Linked DNA regions of Mus musculus: region 2 is linked to region 1. The links are chromatin contacts, called in public promoter capture Hi-C maps. All regions are on one chromosome and are shown on one strand. The core of a region is the stretch at or near the end of the contact, and the rest is flanking DNA. Distances in the headings are between cores, read along the strand shown. Region 1 overlaps Cacnb1 (calcium channel, voltage-dependent, beta 1 subunit). Region 2 overlaps Ikzf3 (IKAROS family zinc finger 3).

Evidence for each region. Promoter capture Hi-C pulls out the DNA fragments that hold promoters and counts their contacts.
Region 2: a promoter capture Hi-C map of pre-B cells shows a contact between it and region 1, with 2.9 times the contacts expected there. The contact joins two enhancer-like sites. A contact is called at or near these places in 3 of 39 promoter capture datasets (the C10 cell line, liver and pre-B cells).

Annotation. Positions count from the first base shown.
Region 1 is chr11:97,997,108-98,002,072 of GRCm38.p6, reverse strand. It overlaps Cacnb1 (calcium channel, voltage-dependent, beta 1 subunit), which reads left to right. Exons shown (of 14, transcript NM_001282977.1): 14 at 1-565. Among named protein-coding and RNA genes, the nearest start is that of Arl5c, 3.4 kb to the right of the region's middle. Within about 2 kb of position 2,627, at least 88 of the 459 cell types and tissues checked have an H3K27ac peak or open chromatin away from gene starts, as enhancers often do. A contact at or near this core is called in pre-B cells, where this site is marked.
Region 2 is chr11:98,491,277-98,496,559 of GRCm38.p6, reverse strand. All of the region lies in intron 3 of Ikzf3 (IKAROS family zinc finger 3), which reads left to right. Among named protein-coding and RNA genes, the nearest start is that of Grb7, 47 kb to the right of the region's middle. Within about 2 kb of position 3,404, at least 57 of the 459 cell types and tissues checked have an H3K27ac peak or open chromatin away from gene starts, as enhancers often do. A contact at or near this core is called in pre-B cells, where this site is marked.

The sequences.
Region 1 (4,965 bases), core at 1,378-3,877:
TCCTTCACCGTCACCCTGAGGCCCCAGGGGACAGGCTCTATGTGTTGGTACCCGTGAGGTGACCACCATCCAGGGGCTTCCTAAGGACCTTGGGTCTCCCCTAGGGGTCTTGGTTGCTGCTGCTTCTCTGTATTTGCCTCTTGTGACCCTGTCCTTCCCCAGTGTCCACTTTCCCCAAGAGAGGCCATGGTAGCCCCTCTCCCCTGGGGTTCCCTTAGCCTCAGCATCCCTAAGAGTCCAGCAGCCCTGCCCCCTCCCCAGCATCACAGCTGGTCCAGAGAGAGCCGATTGTGCCAACGAGGACTGGGCCCTGCCCAGCTGCCCACCTCAGGGATGGGCACCTCACGCCTGTCTCGCCACCTCCTGTGCCAATGTTGCCCCACCCTCCTGGGGGGTGGGGTGCAGCTTCCACTAACAGGTTAGAAGATAGCACTGCCCAACCTTTCGCTCCCTGCCCCGGTCTACTGTCCTGTGCCCATCTGTCTGTCTGTCTGTCTGTACTCCTCTAGGAGAGATATTTTGCCACATATAAAACCGCAGTTCTGTCCTTTGCGGCCACCTCCTGAGCCTGTTTTCTTTGTTGTCACCACACTTTGTCAGCCCTGCAGTCTCACTCTCTCTCCGTGGTGAGGGTGGGGACCTGTTGGGGATCAAGGGGGAGTGCAAGCAAATGCTCCGCCTGCGCCTTTGAGGCCAAGGAGAGATGGTACTTTGTTTTGCTGCTTCGGGATTGTCTGCAGGTGTTCCTCATTCAGCCACAGGCTCACACCAGCCATACCTCCTGTTTCTTCCCTGCAAAGGGGGCGGGGTGGGGTGGGGTGGGGTGGGGTGGGTGCTGCTAATTGAGCCGGTGGGCTCAAGCCTCACTAGTTCACATCTTAAAGACACATACTTTGTTTTTATTTATTTATTGCCCCTTTCTACTCTGACCTCCCTGTGCCCTAGCAGCTCCTCACTAGGGAAGGGTGAACTTCGGCTCCTCTGTATCTCAGAGGTTTGCCTGGATCTGCCTCTTGACTGCTGGGATTAAAGACACCACACACTTAGCACCCAGCTTGGTGTGTGTGTGTGTGGTGGTGGTGGGGGGGGTTATTTGTTCACCTCCTCCCGAGACAGGGTGTCACTCAGTACACTCAGTAGACAAGGGTAACCATGTATCTCCAGCTACACTGGGATTTATTCAGCATCCCCAGATGCTGGGATCACAGCAGTGGGTGAACCAGCATGCCAGGAAGTTTTATTTTGGGACAGGTTTACAATGTAACTCTTGACTGACCTGGGACTCATGCAGCTGAGGTGGGACTCAAACTCATAGCAACTCTCCTGCCTCACCCTCCTGAGTGTGATTGCAAAAGTTACAGATGTGCTATCACACGGGTCCTGAGAGCTTTGGAGCCGGGGAGGTTTTCCGCTGGTGTGAAGAGGTTGGAGAGACCAGGCCCCCTGAGACATGTGAGAACAAAATAAGCAGGTGGCAGGCCCCTCCTCGTCACCAGCTGCCAGGATGTGGGCTCTCATAGCTGTTGTCCTGCCTCACACAGCACCTGCAAAGCTTCCTTGCCTTCCTAGGTCTTGTTTTTGAGGTGACAGCTCTAGAAGACTTGAACATCTGGGTCCCCTGCCTGAGTGCTTCTGTTCATAGTTTGTGTTTAAGGGTCAGTCTGACATCGGACCCCTGATGGCCTCCAGATAAGCCAGCAGATCACAGACAGGGATCTGGGCAGCCCAGGGGCAGAGTCCCTTGGGGAACTGATAGTAGAGTTGTTGAGAGCCCTGCTCTGCCTCCCATCCTCCCCACTACCTTTGCATGGTAATCGATCATTCACGTCTATGTTTAGGTGTGGAGCCAGCATTTATTAAAGATCTCCTCTGTGGTAGGCACAAGTCAAACTGGAAACCACAGATAGCGCTCCAAGTTTCTTGCTGTGGGGGAGCAGTCAGTACCGGGAACACCAGTTCCTTAACCAGAGAGGTCAGAGAAGGCTTTGAGAGGGAGGTGAAGCTCCCTTGAAACCTGGGAACATGGTTAAGTTAACCCGAGGCAGAGAAGAGGGAGGAAGTTCCTAGTGCAGAGGAGAGAGGGGACATGCATGACATGCTAGTGGCTCCTGACTAACACAACATGGTGACAGCTGGTGGCCAGAGCAGCTTGGCAGGAGCAGGTCACAGCAGGCCTTCTAAGTTTTGTTCTGAAGGACTGTAAATGGTCATGGCTAGACACGGTCTTCCCTGCAGATAGATGATGCCGCTGATATCCACCTGGGAGGAAACCTCAGTTCAGGCCATAGAGGAAGGCAGCCACTGACCCCTAGAGGAGTCCAGCGGGGTGTGTGTGTGTGTGGGGGGGCAACTTTACCAGCCTCCACAAATATCATTATGTGCTGCCTGTGATCCCCAAGTTCATAATTCTTCTGCTCCAGGAAACCCTGATTTTGGAAAGAGTAGGGGTTAGGGGGTTGAGATGGAGGAAGCAGGTGTCCAAATACGTCTCTTCCTGCACCAGCTGCCTACAACTGCATTTGCTCAGAACTTAGGTAGGTATTTCTAGCCGGCACAGATAGTAGAGATGGGGAGGAAGTCTTGTTTTTAGGTAACCACGCCCTCTACCCACTTAGACTGCCGGATCAGCAAGCTCGTGGGTGTGGACACGTGAGGACTTTAACAGCCATGACATCAGCCAGCTTGGTGCTGCCACCACTTCTGGGACTCAGAAGCTGAGGCAGGGGGATTCCCTCCTAACTGATTTCCTTTCCCTCACTGCTTCTCTGACTAGCTTCTTCCAACTCTGGTGGATACTGCCTCTGTGACAGAAGGGGGGCAGGCCACAGATCCCAGGTCAGCCCAAAGGTTCACTGTCCCCCCCCTTTTTTTTAATTGATATGAATACAGTGTCACTGTCTTCAGACATGCACCAGGAGAGAGCATCAGATCCCATTACAGATGGTTGTGAGCCACCATGTGGTTGCTAGGATTTTTTTTTTTTTCAAGACAGGGTTTCTCTGTGTAGTTCTGGAACTCACTCTGTAGACTGGCCTCAACCCCAAGTGCTGGAATTAAAGGCGTGTGCCACCACTCCCCAGCAAGGATCACTATCCTGAAATAGGCTGGGTTAAACTGAGGCCACTTTGGCCCAGGATGGGCTTGTGGTTTCAGTCCAATATCCTAAATCTTGTTTTAGCTTCCATAGTGGCTGTCTAGGCTTCCTTCTAAATCAAATCTTCTCAGAGAAGTGTGTGTGTGTGTGCACGTGTGTGTGTGTGTGTGTGTGTGTGTGTGTGTGTGTGTGCACTCGCGCATGTGCGTGTGTGCATGCGCTTGCACAAACAGCATGGAGGCCAGAAGAGAATGCTGGATCCCCTGACCTCCATGGACGCCAGGAACCAAACTCTATTCCCCTGGAAGAGCAGAAAGCCACTCTCAACCCTTCCTAACTGAGCCCTCTCCAGCCACCACCGCAGTTCTGTTCTGTTCACTCAGTGTGCCCCCAGCTTGCCGAATGTCACTTTCAATTCTGCAACTGGGTGACAAAGCAGGACGCCTTTCTTCCCCTAGGAACCAGATGGCAGCCATGCCTCAAACACTGGGTGATTTCTCCAAATACCTTCTGTGCCCCTGTCAAGCCTCCCAGCCCCAACCCCAGCTCCCTTCCTGGGGCTGACATGGAATCAGCCCTGATGGACTGTGTGGATCATGTCTTCAATTCTGTGTTGTTCTAGCTCTGTCCACCAAGAGGAATGGGATGAAGGTGTGTGTCATATGTGCCTGGGTGGGTCTGTGGAGGCCAGAGGTGAGCTTCCAAGGGTTGGTTCTGTTTGTCTTTGCTTACCACAAGCATCCCAGTTAAAGGCTGCCAGGTGTTTCCCTTTCAAAGCAGAGGAGACATTGAAGCACGGGCACTGGTGAGAGATCTGGCTAAGACCGGGGCCTGAGTGAGGACCAGTGGATGTAAATACTGCTGAAGTAGGCACGCAGGGGCTGTTTATGGAGGCTCTCAAAGGCCACATAAGGAAGTTGCTTTGAACTCAGTGGGCAACAGAGAGCCAGCCAAAGCTGATGGAGTGGGGAGTCATGGACCCTGAACTGTCTTTAAGAAAGGTTGGGCCAGCCGTGGTGGTGCACTCTGAGTTCGAGGCCAGCCTGGTCTACAAAGTGAGTTCCAGGACAGCCAGGACTACACAGAGAAACCCTGTCTCGAAAAACAAAAACAAACAAACAACAACAACAACAACAAAAAAGAAAGGTTGGTAAGACATGAGGAGGAGGGAGGGCCCGAGCGCAGTAGAGGTAGAGGTGAATCCCCCCCGCTGGGGGTGCTGCCTTAGCAGAGGGCAGACAGCCATAGGGGCCCTAGGAGGATGCTCCAGTGTGATGTGATGACTACAGCCTCTTTCTTGGAGTCTGCCTTGAATTGTAGTGCTGGAGAAATATATCAAAGATTTCCAATTTTCTCAGGACCAAAGAGAAAATACGGAGTCTGGGACTCCAGCCAAAGGTCAACGTGCCTTTTTTCACTTCTCTTTAGATTTTTTTCTGGGTTTCTCCCAGGTTGTGAAATTCACAAACAACACATTGGTTTTTTTTCTCCCTCTTCCTGCTGGGGCTGCTACTTTCCTCGTGACCCACAAACCCACTGTTGGGTCTACCTGCTGCTGGAGCCTGTGAGGCCAGAAGGCCACTCAGAAGTTTGAGGCAGGAGGATTGCTGGAGTTCAGGAGTTTAAAGCCAGCCAGGGTGACAGATTATATATTTAGGTCCTCTGAAAATAACAAACAAATCAACAAATAAAAAGACTTTTCCCTCTGCTGAGAGAGACTGGCTGGTTTAGATTGTAAAAGACAATCTCACTATGTAGCCCAGGCTCGGTATTTATTGTTTCATTTCCTTTGGAATGGGGAAGGGGCATGGAACTCACTCTGTAGACCAGGCTGGCCTCAAACTCAGAGATCCACCTGCTTCTGTCTCCCA
Region 2 (5,283 bases), core at 2,155-4,654, 490 kb before region 1:
TGGTTCCACAATTTCTGTTTTAAAAAACATGCAATCATGCCAGGCCATGGTGGCGCACACCTTTAATCCCAGCACTGGGGAAGCAGAGGCAGGTAGAGCTCTATAAGTTCGAGGCCAGCCTGGTTTAGAAAGAGAGTTCCAGGACAGCCAGGGCTGTTACACATAGAAAGCATGTCTTAGAAAACAAACAAAAAACAAACAAGCAAACACGGGCAGCCCCTGGTCTTCTGAGGTCTTTTTGTTTTGTTATTGTTTTTCCAGTGTTTGCTTGTTTTGGTTTTGGTTCAAGGTCTCACTATAGCCCCAGTCGGTCTTGAGTTTCCCGTCCTCCAGTCTCCACCTTCAGAGTACAGGGATTACTGATCTGTAGCGCCATTCCTGGCTAGTTTGATTGCTGTTATTACTTGGGTTTTAGTGTTTTTAAGAGGGAATTGGGGGACTGGAGAGATGCTCAGTGGTTAAGAATGGGACCTTTCCAGAAGACCTAGGTTTGAGTCCCAGGACCCGCATAGTGTCTCATAACTGTTCGTAACTCCGGCTTCAGGAGATCTGATACCCTCTTCTGGCCTCTACAGGCATCAGACATGCAAGTAATACACAGATAGACGTGCATATAAAACACCCATATGTGTGATATAAGATAATTTGTCTTTTATTTTGTTGTTGTTGTTGTTGTTGTTGAGAAAGGGTTTCTATAGCCACGGTTTATGCTGGAACTCACTATGTAGACCAGACTGGCCTCATACTCACAGAAATCTACTTGCCTCTACCTCCCAAGGGCTGAAATTAAAGGCATTTTCTACCATACCCAGTTACAAGATAAAATAATTTTCAAAAAATTAAAAGCGAGTATTTTTTTTACTTGATTTTGTTGTTGTTGCTTAACGCAGTCTTGTTATATTGCCTACAATATTCTCAAGCCCATGAGCTCCTGTGGTCCTTCTGCCTTAGCCTCCTGAGCAGCTGGGACACCAGGTACATAGTTAAGCCCAGCTCCTCAACTCATTAAAAGGAAAAAAGTGTGTGTGTGTGTGTGTGTGTGTGTGTGTGTGTGTGTACACGAGCGTGCACGTGTGAGTACAGGTACCCACAGAGGTCAGAAAGGAGTATTGGATACCCTGTGGCTGGAATTACAGATGGTTGTGAGTTGCCTAGTGTGGGCACTGGAGACAGAACTAAAATCTTCAGCAAGAGCCAGGTGTGCTTTGATCTCTGCCACCCTTTTCTAGGGCAGCCCCACCTCTGCTCTAGGTAGCTACTGGCAAAGCAGTGTCATAGAGAATACAGAGAGTTACAGAGAGAGACAGAGACAGAGACAGAGAGAGACAGACACAGAGAGAGACAGAGACACAGAGAGAGAGACAGAGAGACAGAGACACACAGAGAGAGAGACACAGAGAGAGAGACAGAGACACAGAGACACAGAGAGAGAGAGAGAGGGAGAGATACAGAGAGGGGGGGGAGAGAGACAGAGACACAGAGAGAGACACAGAGACACACACAGAGAGAGAGAGAGAGAGAGAGAGAGAGAGAGAGAGAGAGAGACTACTAGCCCAGGGCTGTGGCTTCTGCCCTCAGCTAGCTTAACAGCTGTAGGGAATAAGAGAGTTTATAAGCAGCCTAGAGGAAGAAAGAATGGGCTATTTCCCAGCTGAGGGAATCCAGGAAGACAGAGAGGGGAATTGGCGTTTTGCTTTAGGCTTGTGGCAATGTTGGGGAAGACTGTGTAGTCAGTGGAAGCAATGTGAACAGACCAAGGACACTTAGAAGTTTAGCTGGATGAGGAGATTTCAGGACTAAGAGCCAACATCCCAAGGATAAGCTTGGCCCGGATCTCAAAAAAGCCCTTTTAGTTTTGTTCCTGCATTTTGACTTTATTTTGTTGGCAGTGGAGAATATTCCAGAGTTTTGGCAGCTCTGTGACATGAGCCACACTTTAGTTTTAACACAAAACACAGTACACGGGATGAGCTGGAATGGTCCATATCATGAAGGCTCCGGATAGGAGGAGAGGACACGGGGCCAGGGAGTGATGGGTGTGGGAGGTGGTGGGTGAGCATCCTTGAATGTGTGACCCAAACAAGAAGAACAGAAGGTGACTGCAGGGCTCACAGCCTGAGTTAACTAACGGGGAAGAAATACTTTGACTTGAGAGGATTTGAAAATAGGATTGGAGAGGAGGGAAGTGTGGCATCTGGAACTGTATACATCTGGGGACTGATCACATTAGGCCTTGGTGGGACCCTTAAGAATGGTTGGGATTGCCCTAGAGAAGTATTCAGGGGGGAAAAAAACAGAGGGTTAGCCTCAGAACTTAGGAGGTAAGTGTGGGCAAATGAGTAAATTGTCCCAGGGCACAGAGTCGATTGCAGATGCCAGATTCCAGGGAATTTGGGGGAGCTAGAGGCAGTAAGTGTAAATCCAACTAGAAAGCTATGAGGAGAGAATGAGCTTAGGTTCCTTGTGATGCGATGCTCACCTAGACAGATATCGCTCCTCAAGAGCTGCTCACCTTGTTTTTTGAGACAGTGCACATCTCTCACTGAGCATACTTGTCAGCATTTCCTTGTGGCATTAGTAGATTGCCTGTGTTTCTTTGGCTCCAAGAAATCTTCCTCCCAGAGTATAGAATGAATCTCTTCAGTGGGAGTCCAGTGGCTTTCCTGGTTTGGGTTCAGTGGCCCATTTTGGAGGCTGAGGGCCCAGTGGCCTCTCAGGAATCCCATCTGTACCTTTGTGTCTCTCGGGTTTTGAGTCTGCACCTCTATTTGCCTTTCCATGATAAACCATAAAGTTGCTGAACCCCAGTAACTTTATTAGTTAAATTGTACTGTAGCCCCGACGGTCCTGGAGCTCTTTTCTGCTGCCCCTTTCAGTCCTGCTGGTCTTCAGTTCTCAGTAGAAGACGTTTTTCCGTTGAGGTTCTTTTAAACGCCTACATGCAAACTGAAGTGCACTCAAGCTTTGGTGGAATGTCACCCACAGCTGGAACAGCGGAGGCAAGGGGGGACACCAGCCTTGAGTTCACACTTCTCTTAAATGGTGAAAAAGAAAAACAACGCTCAAGGAAACAGATTCCATAGGAAAGCAGGCAAGATCCAGGAAGAAAGAAACAGAGAAACGAAGAAAGAAACGAAGAAAGCTAGCTAATCTCTTTCCCTGTAAGACACAGAAATCATTTCCCATCCAAGCAAGATGCAGCAGGAGACAACGTGGCCCAGCCACCCATAGCTGCAGTCAAGGGGTCGTGAACCACGACCTGTGACAAGCAGTGAAGCAGTGTGGCCCTGACGATGGTGGTTAGGCCTTGTCTTGCTCCATTAAGCAAACACAGTTAATACAGATGAAAGGAAACCCTGATAGAAGTGAAAATTGAAACCAGGGTGGAAGGCACAAGCCCCGTGCAGCTGCCGTGGCACTTCCTTCTCTGCTAGCAGGATCAACACTTCTGATATGTTTTGGAAGGGATGTAGTTTTTAAAAATATCGTGGGTTTTTTTTTTTTCTTCACAGTGTTTTGGGTTTTTACATCTACCCCAGTGAGAGAAGGATGTGGAATAGAGATGTTAAACAGATGTGGGAGGATGGGGTCCAACCCAACCACCTGGTAGTTTAAGTTTAGCACTATTTATTTATTGATTTATTGATTTATTTTTACATGTATGAATGTTTTGACTGATAGTATGTTGGTAACCACCTGTGTTCCTATGGAAGTTAAAAAAAAAAAAGGGACTTCAGATCCCTTGGAACTGGTGATAGGGGTGGTGGTGAGCCACCATGTGCATGTTGGGAACCAAACCCAGGTCCTCTGCAAGAGCAGCCAGTCCTCATAACTGCTGAGCCATCTCCCCAGACCCAGCATAACCTGTGCCAGGAACTGGCTGTGTAAAATTAGGAAAATGACTGACTCGTGTCTGCTTCCATATTTCCTGTCTGAGAAGGAAAGGGGCGGGGGGGGGGGGGTGGGGGAGTTGGATTAGCCAACCTCTAAATTCTCTTTTGCTCTAAATTCCATTGATTTGTGTTTCTTCGTGGGAAAGTAAGCCTTCCAATGTTTAAACACTCAGTGCTTGAAAGAATAAGCACCTACATAGCAAGCTTTGCTTATGAACATGTCTTACATGTTGGTCTCATGAGGCAAGTTTTTAGAGGGTTTTTTGAGAGGGTTAATATATAAACTTGCCTTCTCCATTTCTTCTGTTGTTTGGCTTTATTTTGGGGGACAGGACCTCATTCTGTAGCCCACACTGGCCAAAAACTCACTGTATAGACCAAGCTGGCCTCATACTCAGAGATCTACCTGCATCCTGGGCCTCCAGAGTGCTTGCACTATAGGTGCAAGCCACCATGTCCAGCCAGCCTTCTGTGTGTCTTACGTCCTCCCAGTTGGCAAAGTGTTTGCCACACACACATGAGAACCTCAGTTTAATCTCCAGCACCCAAATAAAGCAGCAGGTATGATGGCAGGTGCTTGTAACCCCAGCACTGAGGAGGTGGAGACAAGAGGCTCCTTGGTGCTCGCTGGCTGGCCAGCCAGCTTGGCCTGATCACTGAACCTCAGGTCCCAGTGAGAGGTGGGCACTGTCTCAAAAAACAAGGTGAACAGCTCTTGAGGAGCGACATCTGAGTTGACTTACACACACACACACACACACACACACACACACACACACACACACACAAGGGTTGTAGCAGGATAGAAGAGAGCACCAGGAAGTGGAATGCTGCTTCTGTTCTGTGTTCTGTTCCCCCTGACTGTTCCCACCTGCAAAAAAGAACGCACAACACAACAGCCCTTTAAAGAGCGGTGTTTAGTCATCCAGCTTACTTAGGTCAGGTCAGTCCCTCCTCTCAAGTCTAGTCCTATAATTAGTCTTGAGTTTAGTCTTACTTAGGGTAGGTCTAGATATCTCTTCCCCCGATGGGGTTGCACTCCGCTCATCCAGATCAATAGAAGTGGTTCGTTGGCTTGGATTAAAGCGTTACTTCCCTTGTCTGTCTCAACACTGTTGGCCCCACCAGATTTCCTCTGCTTTCAATGCTGTCTCTATCTCTTCCAAGGCAGAGAGATAAGAGAATCTTCCCACCATTCCCACAGAAGCAAAGCAGCAAAGCCCAGCTTCAACTCAGAAAAAAAACAGTTTCAAATCCATGGGCTGGAGAGACGGCTCAGTGGTTAAAGAGCACTGGCTGCTCTTCCAGAGGTCCTGAGTTCAAATCCCAGCAACCACATGGTGGCTCACAACCATCTGTAATGGAAACTGATACCCTATTGTAGTGTGTC